Regions from separate parts of the Mus musculus genome. Here regions 1, 2 and 3 are each linked to region 4. A link is a contact called in public Hi-C and HiChIP or PLAC-seq data. All regions are on one chromosome and are shown on one strand. Each heading gives the region's core, a stretch centred on a gene start, on an enhancer-like site or on the middle of the called end of the contact. The rest is flanking DNA. Distances are from core to core; before and after follow the strand shown. Region 1 holds the start of Fut8 (fucosyltransferase 8). Region 2 has its middle 5.6 kb from the start of Gm40446. Region 3 overlaps Gm40446 (a long non-coding RNA gene). Region 4 overlaps Gm35189 (a long non-coding RNA gene).

Region 1 (2,858 bases), core at 331-2,830, 200 kb before region 4:
AGCCAGAACGCATCTTTGTGCAGGTTCACTCTGATTTCCAGCCCCAGAAGCCCACACAGCAAAGCAAAGCAAAGGAACCCACCTTCCCACGGTCTGACCGTGGGGACCCGGCTGCGGGGGCAAGGAGCGGCAGATGCAGAGATTCGCTGAGGGACACCTCCCACCCCGCCCCCATCCCATAGGTCCTGGGATGCCCGACGCCGCGGCGCCCCTCACCCAAGGGGCCAAGGCTACGCCGGGGTGTCCCGGAGGCTCCCTCCCCACTTTTCCCGGGGCCGCTGGCTGAGCAACGGCTGCAGCAGTTGCAGCAACAGGCCCGGTATCGGCGGGAGGACGAAGGAGCGCCCCGAGCCCAGGCTCCACAGAGCCCGCGCCCGCCCCGTCCTGGAGTCCGCGGCGCGCGGGGCCCGGCTCCCTAACGCCCCCTTACCCGAGGCGGGAGCGAGGCGGTCGGCGCCGTCCCCCGTCGCCGCCGCCGCTGCCTCCAGCTGCAGCTGGCCGCGGCGGGAGAGTGGGAGGGGTGCTGGGGTGGAGGATGCTACTCCCGACTGAAGGGAGAGGAAGAAACGGAAACAGGAACCGCGGCCGCCGCTTAACGGAGCCTTCGGCGCCACTGACTGAGGGAAAGCGCAAGGCGGCGCGAGCCAGGCAGCGGCTGACAGCGCGAGACCGAGCGCGAGCCGGGTCCAGGACGCGCGACCCCGAGCAGCGCCGGCCCCATTCCGTGAGGAAAGGGAGGGACGGGTTGGCTGGGAGCCGGGGAGGGGGCGGCGGGGGCCTGGAGCCCAGAGAACCCGGCCACTCGGGTCGGCCCGAGACCACGCGCGCACGCGCCGGAGTGGCTCCGACCGGGAGCGCAGGCGGGGAAGCCGCCGGCCGGCGCGAGCGAGGGAGCGAGCGAGCGAGCGTGCGCGCGCGGAGAGGGGCGCGCGCCCCTCGGCGTCCCAGCCTGCTGGGGGAGGGCGCGCATGCGCCGGCCGCGGCCTCCTCCAGCGACCCTGGCATGTGCACAGGCTCCGCCCCGTCCCCTTCCTCTCTGTGCGGGTGGACAGCGGAGCTGCAGCATCCACCGGGCCACGGCGGGACCCGAGTTCCAGCCGGACAGCGGCCGCGCGCGGGCTCCGGCTTTGGTCTCTACAGGCGAAGGCCGCCTGAGGGTCGGAGGCTGAGGGGAGCAGCGCTCCCCACGCCCTGGCCGGCCTGGCCCACCACCCAGAGGCGCACCCCGCTGGGGCTCAATAGGGCTCTGTACTAGTTTCGGGGTACTCTCTGCTGCTCATCCGCTGAGGCACCAGCACACAGTGCCACCTCGGCTCCGGGCGGTCCGGCTACCCTGCGGGCTCTGTCTTCATCTGAAGAGAAAGAACCCCGCAGAGCCCGAGTTCGAAGCCCGGCCGTTCGCAGCCGCTGCTGCCTCAGCCCTTCGGAGGCGGAAGTTTATTGAGTACAGGAGAGGAGAGGCTTTTCCCTAGGATGCTTCCTACCCGCTCGCACTCGGGGATCCTGACGCCCGCGATGCTGAGCCGAGTGCCGAAGGGCTACCTCCGACAGACCGTCCGGGAGGGCGAGCTGGGCGGGAGGACCCAGCCGCGCAGCCAGGGCACACAAAGTAGTCGCGGGCCGAAGGGGTGCTGCCGGGGCCAATCAGAGCGGGAAAACCAGTGAGTGGAGTGCGAACTGGCCAATCAGAGGGCCGGAAGATGAGCTTCCCGTGCCGAACTCTTCCCTGTAGCCTGGGGACCAGATCCCAAGCCTGAGGACTCAGCCGGGTGACTGAGTAGAAAAGCTGCCCTCAAGACAATTATTCCTCCCAGCACAGATAAATACTAGTAAATACTTTGGAAACGTATCTCTGAGTAAACAGGGCCACCCTTTTATATGCTAGTAATCAAAAAAACACAGAAAAGACATTAAAGAGGTCGTAGCCTGCCAAGAATGCAACCTACCTAATAACTCTCATAAATTCCCAATGTTTATTCTATATCAGGAACTGTGTTTCTAAAATGCAAAGGACAGTGCTTTTTAAAAAGGAAAAAAAAAAAAATGCCTGTGCCTTCAGGAGCTCCGCACCCTGAGAAGCTTTTCCGGACCTGTGACTGGGTTAATGTCTCTTCGAAATAAAGCTCTCTGAGAAAACACCGTGGCTTATTGAAGGTCACACAAAACTCTGGTGAAGTCAGAATTATGATCTAGCCAAAAAGCTTGGGTGTCATCATTCAACAAATCTGTAGTCATTTATTAAATGCGTAGATAACTTCCGTGAGACTCTCAGTTCTCTGTTGCAAATAAGCAAAATTTAGGCTTATACTGTACTTAGATGGATTAAGGGCTAAAATTTCAACAGTCAAAACCCTGAATTATTTTTCCTTTTGTGTGAGTATGTGCATGCTAAGGGTGTGTTTTCTCCTGGGCTACACCCACAGCCTGGAACATTTTTAGGAGTCAGAGGTAAAATGTTTACTTTGAGGCTTCAGCACAGCATTTAAAAAGCACTTTAACAAGGATGTATGGCTTGAATGTATTCAAGGGAAAAAGAGGAACCATTTCTAGTTAATTAACACACGCTACCATTTGCAGTACTTGAAGATCTCTACATTCAAAGTTTTATGTGTGCCTCGAACTCTCTGCTCCTTTAATCTGGCTTTAATTATCTCCTAGGAAATATTAAAACTATAGGAATCAAAGCATCCCACCTACTTTCTATTTAAGAAAAAGCCACTAGAAATATTTGTGAAGAACTTAGTACATCTTTATAGAACAGCATAGTATATAAGAAAGCGCCAAACTGATGACTCTGAAATACAGTGAGAAAGTAGTTCTTCAGCAGTTCAGGTCTCTGCTCAGTGTCACAGTACGCT
Region 2 (2,719 bases), core at 136-2,635, 160 kb before region 4:
TACCTGCCCCTCTCCCAATGGGGCATCTAATACAGGATCCCAGCTATGTCTCATCTAAAGGGGTGATTCTCTAGTAACAGAGTAATAATCACATGAGGCTTCTTTCCCTTTCAGATTTAAGAAACGTGTCTATCTGTTCCCCTTCAATGCCCCTTAGTTCCTTAGTCACCCAAGACTTTGTGTTCAGGGTCTTAGTTCCTCATTTTTATTGGAGTCAAAAGACAAAGTCCAAACTCCAAAAAGGAGTTAGACTGGAGGTGGGGAGCAGAGGAGAGGACCTTGGCTTTCTAGATTCGACAAGCCTAGAGGGTCATTCAAAGCCATGCCCTCTCGGAGGCTTGCGCCTCTTCTGTGCATGGCTCTAGGGAAGCCATTGGTGCCTGGCAGTCAGGTCTCTAATGTGCTTCTCTGCAGGGTCTGAGGGCAGCAGGCTGGTTGAAAGGCCAACAGGAAAGAACTCTGTAAGATGGTTACATGGCCCTGTATTTGAAAATGAGAAAGCATTAGCTAGCAGTAACAGTGGGAAATGCTGCTGTGAAGTCTGCAGGAAGGGTTTAAAGCTCCTGCAGAACTCCTCTACCGTCCATCCCCCACCCCAAACTTAGCATTCAGCTCATGGCTAAAGCCTCAAGGACAGTCTCTAACTACACATGACCTTGGGTAAAACAAACAAACAAACAAACTAGACAAGGCTCCTCACAGTGGATTTGGCAGGCAAAGTGCAGGCAAAGTAGGCACTGGGAAGATAAACATTGAGTTTTCCAGCTAGGCCACATAACAAAGAAACAACTTTAATCCTGGTGATTTTGTTGAGTAGTTCAAGTCCTCACCCTTTTCTCCACCACTAGACAAAGCTCTTGCATTCTAACACAGTCTTACCAGTGACCCCTCACACAAGTCAGATCCAGGTGGGGCCCACAACCTGATTTTCACTTGATTTAGAAAACTAAAGCCATGTATTTTTCTTGCTCCTTGGTGATGGAGTATGAACTCGTACCTCTTATCTAGGCAACACTCATGTGGGGTAGGGTTCAAATGATTCTCAGATCACAAGGCTGCTGGAGGAGCTGCCCTGCTCTGCCCACCTGCATTTATTTGTCTTTAGTTGGCAAAAGACAAATTGTCCCAGCCTGGTTGGTAATGCAGCGTCCACAAGAATGCTTGCTTAGGGAGCCACACTGTTCTTTATCTCCGCAGGTGTGTTTCCATCACGTGATGATCTGGATCGGTGGTTCCCAGTTCCCAGTTCCTGGCTTCAGCTTGAGCTCTCCAATTCTGAAAGCCATCGCTGAGAAGTAAATAGTCCTTCTCTGTGTTAGCCCAGAAAACACCGGGGGTCCCTTTACAGAGTCTATAATGAGCATTTCCTGGCTCCTGTGGTTACAGAGTTCTTCTCTCCCTTTCCTCAAGACCTGCTAGCCAGGGCTTCCTGTTGGCAAGCAACTCGCTGGCCTCTGCCAGGGAGCCATGCTGAGTTCTGAAGCCTGCCCTGCCCTGCCCTGTCCAGAGCTTCACAGGTCACCAGCAGACCAGCCAAAGCAAGAGGTCTAGGTATAGGCAGGGTAGTAAGTGCTGTGCTGTGCTGTGCTGTGCTGTGCTGTGCTGTGCTGTGCTGTGCTGTGCTGTGCTGTGCTGCGCTGTGCTGTGCTGTGCTGCATTAAATTTCTGGCAATCTTGGCATCTCTAGCCCAGAGAATAATTTCTATTGCAGTTTCAGGTTGCCTTGGACAGATAACTTACTTTCTGAAAAATACTGACAAAGAAACTAAGAGGAGAGGCCTCCCTGAAGGTTCTGCCCTTTATTTCAGAAATGAGAGAGATAAGCTTTGTCAAGGATGGCTGCTCTGTAATCACTCATATCTAAAGTGCTTGTGAGATGACTGGGTATAGTGGTACATACTGTAATCCCAGTACTCAGACAGGAGATCACCTTAAGTTCAAGAATAGCTTGGACTACAGCATGAGACCCTGTCCAAAAAAAAAAAACCAAAAAAAAAAAAAAAAAAAAGTTTTTGGGCTCCTATGAAGCCAGACACAGTGTTACCTCCCTTTTTTACATGCTGGCTCTTTTCTGAGATGATTGAGAGAATCAGGAGTCTGAACAGCTCTAACAGAGATCAAGAGAACAGATATTGTGGTTGAATCTCACAGACTCCTCAGAAGTAGAGTCGGAACCTTAAATCATTGTGCTGCAAGGTCTCCTGTGATGGGGCAAGACAGTGCAGAGGTTCTTCCATTTTGGATTTTTACTGGGTCATTTCAGGTTTAAGTAGAGTTTGAGCTCCTTAATAAAGAAGTCTGTGGGAAATTACCCAATTCTATTCTAGAGATCTGAGGTCAAGATGGTGCAGCTAACTTATCTTCTGTTGAATTGCGTGCTTGTGCAGACATCCCCTCCCAGCTACCAGCTTAACTCAACTACTGCTAAACTGCTTGCTTGCCCAAAACCTCTCCCAACAGGCACAGAGTGAGACAACAGGATGTAGTTTTTACCTTTAAGAAACCTTTTGCCCTAAATACTCAGAGCTACATTTGGGTCCTGAATACCTGAGTGTAATACCAGCCAGCTGGAATAAATACTATCATTTGTGTATAAACTGTGTCTGAGCGTTTGTCTCTGGTGTAATTCCTGTAAAACTCCTAAAAGGTTTTCATTCAGTAAACTCTCACATGAACATTATCATCATCAAAATACAATATTAAAGATTCCGTGGAATCT
Region 3 (2,764 bases), core at 102-2,601, 140 kb before region 4:
GAGAGAGAGAGAGAGAGACAGAGACAGAGACAGAGACAGAAACAGAGAGATATAGAGATTCGGTGGCTTTTTCTTAGTCATCTAGAGACAGGTAGGCAGTAAGGTAGAGAGCGAGACTATAAACTAGTCATATAGCCTGAGACCAAGAAAGGGAAGTGACTGGATCAAGAGCTTATAAAACAAGTCAAACAAGTTGGGAGAAAGAGGATGAAAGTGAACACGGACCGTGACCACTCCCCTGACTGAGCAAGTGACACATGGTCACTTCACTTGAGCAGGGAAGTCTGTAGGCCACTTGCTGGATCAGCTGTCATGCATTCAAAGATGGCCAATCTCAATAGATTATCTCGGTCCCTATCAAATAGTGGCCATAAGCCCCGGGACAGGCCACCACAAGCCCTGGGACAGGCCAGCAGGCAGCATGTTGGTACTCCTGGTCCTACTCCCTTTCCTGGAATTGCTCTCACTTTTCCTTAATGAATCTACATTTGATCTTCTCACTTCTTGTTTTCTTGGGGACCAGACAAGAATCTGAGAAACCAGTGGCTCCAGGTGGCTTTGGTGACCCTTGACCGCCCCCACGCCGTATAGTATCATAGGGAGCAGAAAGGTGTTCTATCACATTCAGCGAACATCCCCACCCGGCTCTGACAGTGTAGTTTACATTGAGGATTAAAGACTAAGCAAAACTTGTTTACTTGTTTCTCCTATCTTAAAAAAAAAAAAAAAAAAAAAAAAAAAAAAAAACTCCTTTTGTAAATAAAAATGTAAAGTGCTTTTAGGAGAGACATTGCTTAGAGTGAGGGGGTTAGAAAGGAGTGCTAAGTGTTCAGGGCCCAAGGAAGCACAGTTCATTGGGTTTTTTTGTTTTTGTTTTTGTTTTTGGGTTTTTTTGTTGTTGTTATTTTTGTTTGTTTGTTTGTTTTTTAAGACAGGGTTTCTCTGTATAGTCCTGGCTGTCCTGGAACTCACTCTGTAGACCAGGCTGGCCTCAAACTCAGAAATCCGCCTGCCTCTGCCTCCTGAGTGCTGGGATTAAAGTTTATTGTTCTTAACCTTCTTGTTTAAGATGGTCTGGAAAGCACATGCTATCTCTACAGGCGATTTTGGTGTTGAAGTTTCTTCGCTCTGCCATCAGGAAAGACAATCTGGACCTCACAGGAAAGGGTCTCTTCCCCTGCCGTTGTCCCCTTGATGTTCCCTCTCTCCAGCCTCAGTAACACTCAATGTGTGCTTACCAGGTCTCTGTTAAATAATTGCATATTCCTCTAACCACCGCCATCCATCCTCCTGGTTCATGTGGCGAGGTCCTCGCTGCTCTCTCTGAGTGTGCACACATCCGGTCTCTGGAGGTAGCCCTTCTAAATGCCACAGCTGAGGCTTACTGCACGCTGGGGGCCGCGCAGAAAGGCAGCTCTCTGGAGTTCTCCTTGTTGACATTTAGAGAAAAGCGTTAGGGCGTTAGCGTTAGGGCTGTAGCAGCTGCTGTCGGCTTGCCTAACCTGTTCTTGGCAGGACCCTGAACTACAGGACTAGATGGCACATTTAAGGGCAAGTGTGGGGTCTGGTAATCTGTCCCAGACAAAAGATCAATTTAAATCCTTGAGCAAGAGGAAGTGCTGCAGTTCCCAGCACAGAAAAGAGGCTGAGGATTTTCATAGTCCTGAGTGTCACTCAAAACTGATCCTCCCCAACACCACACCACCCCCCAATTTTGTTTACAATCTGGTGGTTCTCTGCAACGGAATAAAGCCTTGCTCTGGTTAATTGGTAGCAAAGGTCACTACTTAACAGATGCTACGCGGAAAGGAGCCAAGTCAAGGGTAGCTAGGCTCTGGAGTCACTGCTCAAAGTTAGAAAGGAAACACTGGCTTACTAAATACAGGCGCCATTCTACCCTGCTCCAGCCTTGAAAACAGGGGGAAGGTCCAAAGAGTGGCAGCTGAGCCCCAGGAAGGTCTTGGCCCTTGCACTGCTCTACATCCTGCCAAGGTCATTTCCCAGACTCCAGTGAACCAGGCACTCTCCAATGTTGATAGTGGTCATTTGCAAAAAAAAAAAAAAAAAAAAAAAAAGAAAAAGAGAAAGAAAGAAAGAAAGAAAGAAAGAAAGAAAGAAAGAAAGAAAGAAAGAAAGAAAGAAAGAAAGGGGCAAAGGAGGAGACAGAGGAAGTGCTCTGAACAGAAGAGGAAAAAGGTGCCTTTGAATTCGGAAAACCTAAGGCCAGTGCCTGAAATAACTGTGAGCATTGTTCAAAGAGAGCATGCGCAAAGAGACAGCCCCAGGTGTGGGAGGAAGTGGCTGAGGTGGTCTGAGGACACAGTGAGCTCTCTGAAGGGGCGGGCCAGAGGACAGGACATATTTTAAGCAGCCTTAGAAAGACTTCTTTTAGCATTCTGCAGGAAATGGAAAGCAGATGGATTGGTTTGAAACTTATTTTTGTTTTTGTTTTTGTTTTTGTTTTTGTTTTTTTTTCCTGTCCCCTTGAGACTTGCGGGGCAGAGTTAGAAGTGGACAGGTAAGGTGTTTAAGTAAATACTGTACTGACAGACGGAGGCCTCCCTGTGTCAGAGCATCTTGAGAAACAGCTATTTAGGCCAAAGGGCTTTCATTTGCCTTGTCTTATACAAGTCTGGCTAGAATAAATAGCTACGTGGTTTGCAGCACAGATCTGTCTGTGTCTTGGTGGTTGTTAGTGACCGGATCTTGTCAGTCTCTGTAGAACAAGGATACAGAACCCAGAGCTACAGGCAGCAGCCAAGGA
Region 4 (2,781 bases), core at 126-2,625:
GAATGTGCACACGTGCCTGTAAGTGCCCCTTAGAGTCCAGAGAGAGGGTCCACGACCCTCTGGAACTAGAGTTACATGCAGTTGTAAGTTGTCCAACACGGGTGCTGGGCACTGAACCCCAGGACCTCTAGAAGAGCAGCAAGTTCTAAGCACTGAGCCATTTCTCCGGTCCAATTCTGTTCTCTTTTTAAAAGAACTATAATTTGGGGTTTAAGATACACTGTAGGTGTTCAGTTTAATGATCCCACATGGGTGTGTCAGTGAAGACATGCTGTGGCCATGTTTCATTGAATTAATGGTGCATTTTAGAGTATGAGAATTAAGGTTATAAATGTCAATAACAATATGGGACACAGGGCACCAGCCTCCATGTCCAGTGTCATGTCCCCCAGGTCACAATGTTCTAAAGCAGGCATTCTGACTACTAAATTCACTCTTCTTTTCGTTTAGAAGGGAAGAGCACAATAGTTCAGCCTTTAGAGTGGGCAGGCGTGATGCGTTGTGTTGTGTGGTTCTGGGATGCAAACCCTGGATCTCCCACAGGCTAGGCCAATACTGTGTCAATGAGCCACACCCCTAGATCCATCGTCTTCATCCTCCAGTCAAAAGAAGTCTGAACCAACCATTCTCTGGGCAATGGGTTTAACCACCAGAGAAGACGGCACTAAAATTAAGTGAAAATGAGTGAAATTGGAACCAGTCTCCAAACTGGGGTGAGGCCCAGCTGGCGCTGGGAGTTCACAGGCAGTGCACACACTGCCACCCCACATCCTCTAGTGAGTCAGTCACCTTCCTGGTTCCACATGAGTGGCCCAACGCTTCACACTTTCTTTCTCTGTCTCAGTTTCTCCCACCCAGCTTCTTGCCTGAGCAGTGTGTGGAGGTGAAGGAAGAAAAAGCTACACAGGCCTTGAAATATCTCTCTCTGCAAGGAAGAGCCAGGAGAGTATCGGGGCCCAGGCAAACTTCCTCCAGGCGCCACCCAAGCCAGCAGCGCAGAAGAGGTGCACTTGCAGGCCAAACCTTTGAGAACTCCTCCTGCTGACGCCAAGCTGCACAGGATGCCAAGAGAGCAGCAGTGCAAACAGAAACCGCGGTGCAGATCCCTTCGTGAAAACCCATTCGGCAGTCTGGCAAGCAGCCCTGCCCTCTGCTACTTTATTCCCTCGATTCATTGACGTAGATTCTTTCATATCATAACAGCAGCTGGCCAAACCCAGCTGGAATGTTTGGTAGCCTTCACCTCCTTCTTTTCAGGGTGAAGGTTGGAAAGAATCCTCTCAAAGAAGACCCACAATGCACTGCAGTAGGAAGGCTAATAGGCCCGCTCTACCCCCACGCTGGATGCACTTCCTCTTCCTAGCTCTAGGGGCGCCACAGCCATGAAGCTGCGCTGCTTTGTCCCGCTGGGGAGCATGCTGGTTGCAGGGCAAGGGCTGCTGCTTGGTAACCACCCCCACCTCACATATGCGAGGTTGATGCGCCTAAGGAGTGCTGGGATTTCACTATGGTTTATCCCTGAACTCATCCTGAAGTGAAGCACTGTGACATATTAGGAGGGTAGACATTTAATCCAACTGTGGAATTTACAGGAAGGGCTTTGGAAGGGTGAATAAGTGAATCCTGGCGGCTTTGTAGATAGAAGATGGGCCCGTGAGATGGTTCAGCAGGTAAAGGCTTGCGGCCAAGCCTGACAACTTGAGTTTCATCCAGGGACCAATATGGTAGAAGCAGAAAAACAACTCCAGCAAATTGTCTTCTGGCCGCCATACAAACACCTCAGCATATGCATGCCCACACAGAAATAAATCAAATAAAAAAATTTTTAATTAAAAATAAGAATAAAAGGAGGAGAAGCAAGGTGTGGTGGCACATGCCTGTAAGCCCAGCAGAGGCAGGAACGTTGCTGAAGGCTTTTGCCTGGTCTGCACAAGGAGTTCCAGGCCAGCCTCAGCTACACACACACACACACACACACACACACGTGCACTTTCTGTCTCTTCCCATGCAATGTTATGTGACGCCTCACAACTGTCAGCAAGGTCATCACCATGGCCAGATATAGTGACGAATGCCTGTAATTTCAGACATCTCTCCACCTGAGGGTAGAAGCAGGAGGGTCAGGGATTCAAAGCAATTTCAAGGCTAGCCTAGGCTACTTAAGAACCTGTTTCTAAAAAAAAAAGAAAAGAAAAGAAATATATAATTACCAGATATAACACTTTGGCCTTGCCCTCTCCGACTCACAAATCAAATTTAACCTCTTTTCATTATAAAGTAGCCTGCCTCTGGTATTTTATTACAGTAATTAAAATGGTATGTAACAGTAATGGATCTTGTTGTTGTTGTTGTTGTTGTTGTTGTTGTTTATTAAACTCCCATTTCAGAGTTGAACTTGTTGGGGACACCTATCCAAAGAGACTGCAGAGATTAGTCCTTCTCTGATCTAACGTACTCCATATCGCATAAAACTGTAGCTCCTTGCCCGAGTGATTCCAGTGTGCTACATTCCACATGCGAGTGCTGAGACAGAAGGATTCAACATCTCATTTACACAAGTGAACAATCACCACCTGCCCAGCGCAGACCATGGCACAGACGGAAAACTCACTTGCACACACTCGTCAAACCAAATTAGGAACATGTGGACACATGGGCAGATCAAAACCAAATCACTAAAACAGACATGCCTCCCTCCCCCGGATCACCTAAGAGGAAGAATCCTCACACTGGGTCACAGCACCCACCCCAACCACCAGATCCTAGTCCCTGTTCCCAGAG

The links. HiChIP or PLAC-seq counts read pairs in DNA pulled down with a chosen protein or histone mark. A called contact is a pair of places that touch in the nucleus more often than the background predicts.
Region 1: a contact with region 4 is called in a Hi-C map of the 63-12 cell line, with 2.9 times the contacts expected there. The contact joins the promoter of Fut8 here to the enhancer-like site in region 4. A contact is called at or near these places in 17 of 39 promoter capture datasets (the 3T3-L1 cell line, 3T3-L1-derived adipocytes, the C10 cell line and 11 more), 3 of 15 datasets of contacts at CTCF or cohesin (embryonic stem cells, large pre-B cells and pro-B cells), 52 of 484 Hi-C or Micro-C datasets (the 63-12 cell line, the AtT-20 cell line, B cells and 31 more), 37 of 115 datasets of contacts at active chromatin or transcription factors (the 230-238 cell line, CD8 T cells, DN3 thymocytes and 23 more) and 2 of 9 other capture datasets (adipose tissue and liver).
Region 2: a contact with region 4 is called in an H3K27ac HiChIP or PLAC-seq map of the HPC-7 cell line, with 6 times the contacts expected there. The contact joins two enhancer-like sites. A contact is called at or near these places in 3 of 484 Hi-C or Micro-C datasets (the G1E-ER4 cell line, pro-B cells and uterus), 12 of 115 datasets of contacts at active chromatin or transcription factors (CD8 T cells, the HPC-7 cell line, T-cell acute lymphoblastic leukemia and 7 more) and 1 of 9 other capture datasets (embryonic stem cells).
Region 3: a contact with region 4 is called in a CTCF HiChIP or PLAC-seq map of pro-B cells, with 7 times the contacts expected there. The contact joins two enhancer-like sites. A contact is called at or near these places in 2 of 15 datasets of contacts at CTCF or cohesin (CD8 T cells and pro-B cells), 1 of 484 Hi-C or Micro-C datasets (pro-B cells), 6 of 115 datasets of contacts at active chromatin or transcription factors (CD8 T cells, acute myeloid leukemia, double positive thymocytes and 3 more) and 1 of 9 other capture datasets (embryonic stem cells).

The regions. Positions count from the first base shown.
Region 1 is chr12:77,236,826-77,239,683 of GRCm38.p6, reverse strand. It overlaps Fut8 (fucosyltransferase 8), which reads right to left and starts at 1,580. Exons shown (of 12, transcript NM_016893.5): 1 at 1,485-1,580. It overlaps 9530018F02Rik (a long non-coding RNA gene), which reads left to right and starts at 458. Exons shown (of 1, transcript XR_003950200.1): 1 at 458-2,858.
Region 2 is chr12:77,195,982-77,198,700 of GRCm38.p6, reverse strand. No RefSeq gene overlaps it. Among named protein-coding and RNA genes, the nearest start is that of Gm40446, 5.6 kb to the right of the region's middle. Within about 2 kb of position 1,385, at least 82 of the 459 cell types and tissues checked have an H3K27ac peak or open chromatin away from gene starts, as enhancers often do. A contact at or near this core is called in CD8 T cells, the HPC-7 cell line, memory CD8 T cells and 1 more, where this site is marked.
Region 3 is chr12:77,177,033-77,179,796 of GRCm38.p6, reverse strand. The region is part of intron 1 of Gm40446 (a long non-coding RNA gene); the gene reads left to right. Among named protein-coding and RNA genes, the nearest start is that of Gm40446, 13 kb to the left of the region's middle. Within about 2 kb of position 1,351, at least 90 of the 459 cell types and tissues checked have an H3K27ac peak or open chromatin away from gene starts, as enhancers often do. A contact at or near this core is called in CD8 T cells, acute myeloid leukemia, double positive thymocytes and 2 more, where this site is marked.
Region 4 is chr12:77,038,090-77,040,870 of GRCm38.p6, reverse strand. It overlaps Gm35189 (a long non-coding RNA gene), which reads left to right. Exons shown (of 5, transcript XR_872836.1): 5 at 845-2,277. Among named protein-coding and RNA genes, the nearest start is that of Gm35189, 16 kb to the left of the region's middle. Within about 2 kb of position 1,375, at least 124 of the 459 cell types and tissues checked have an H3K27ac peak or open chromatin away from gene starts, as enhancers often do. A contact at or near this core is called in the 230-238 cell line, the 63-12 cell line, the AtT-20 cell line and 22 more, where this site is marked.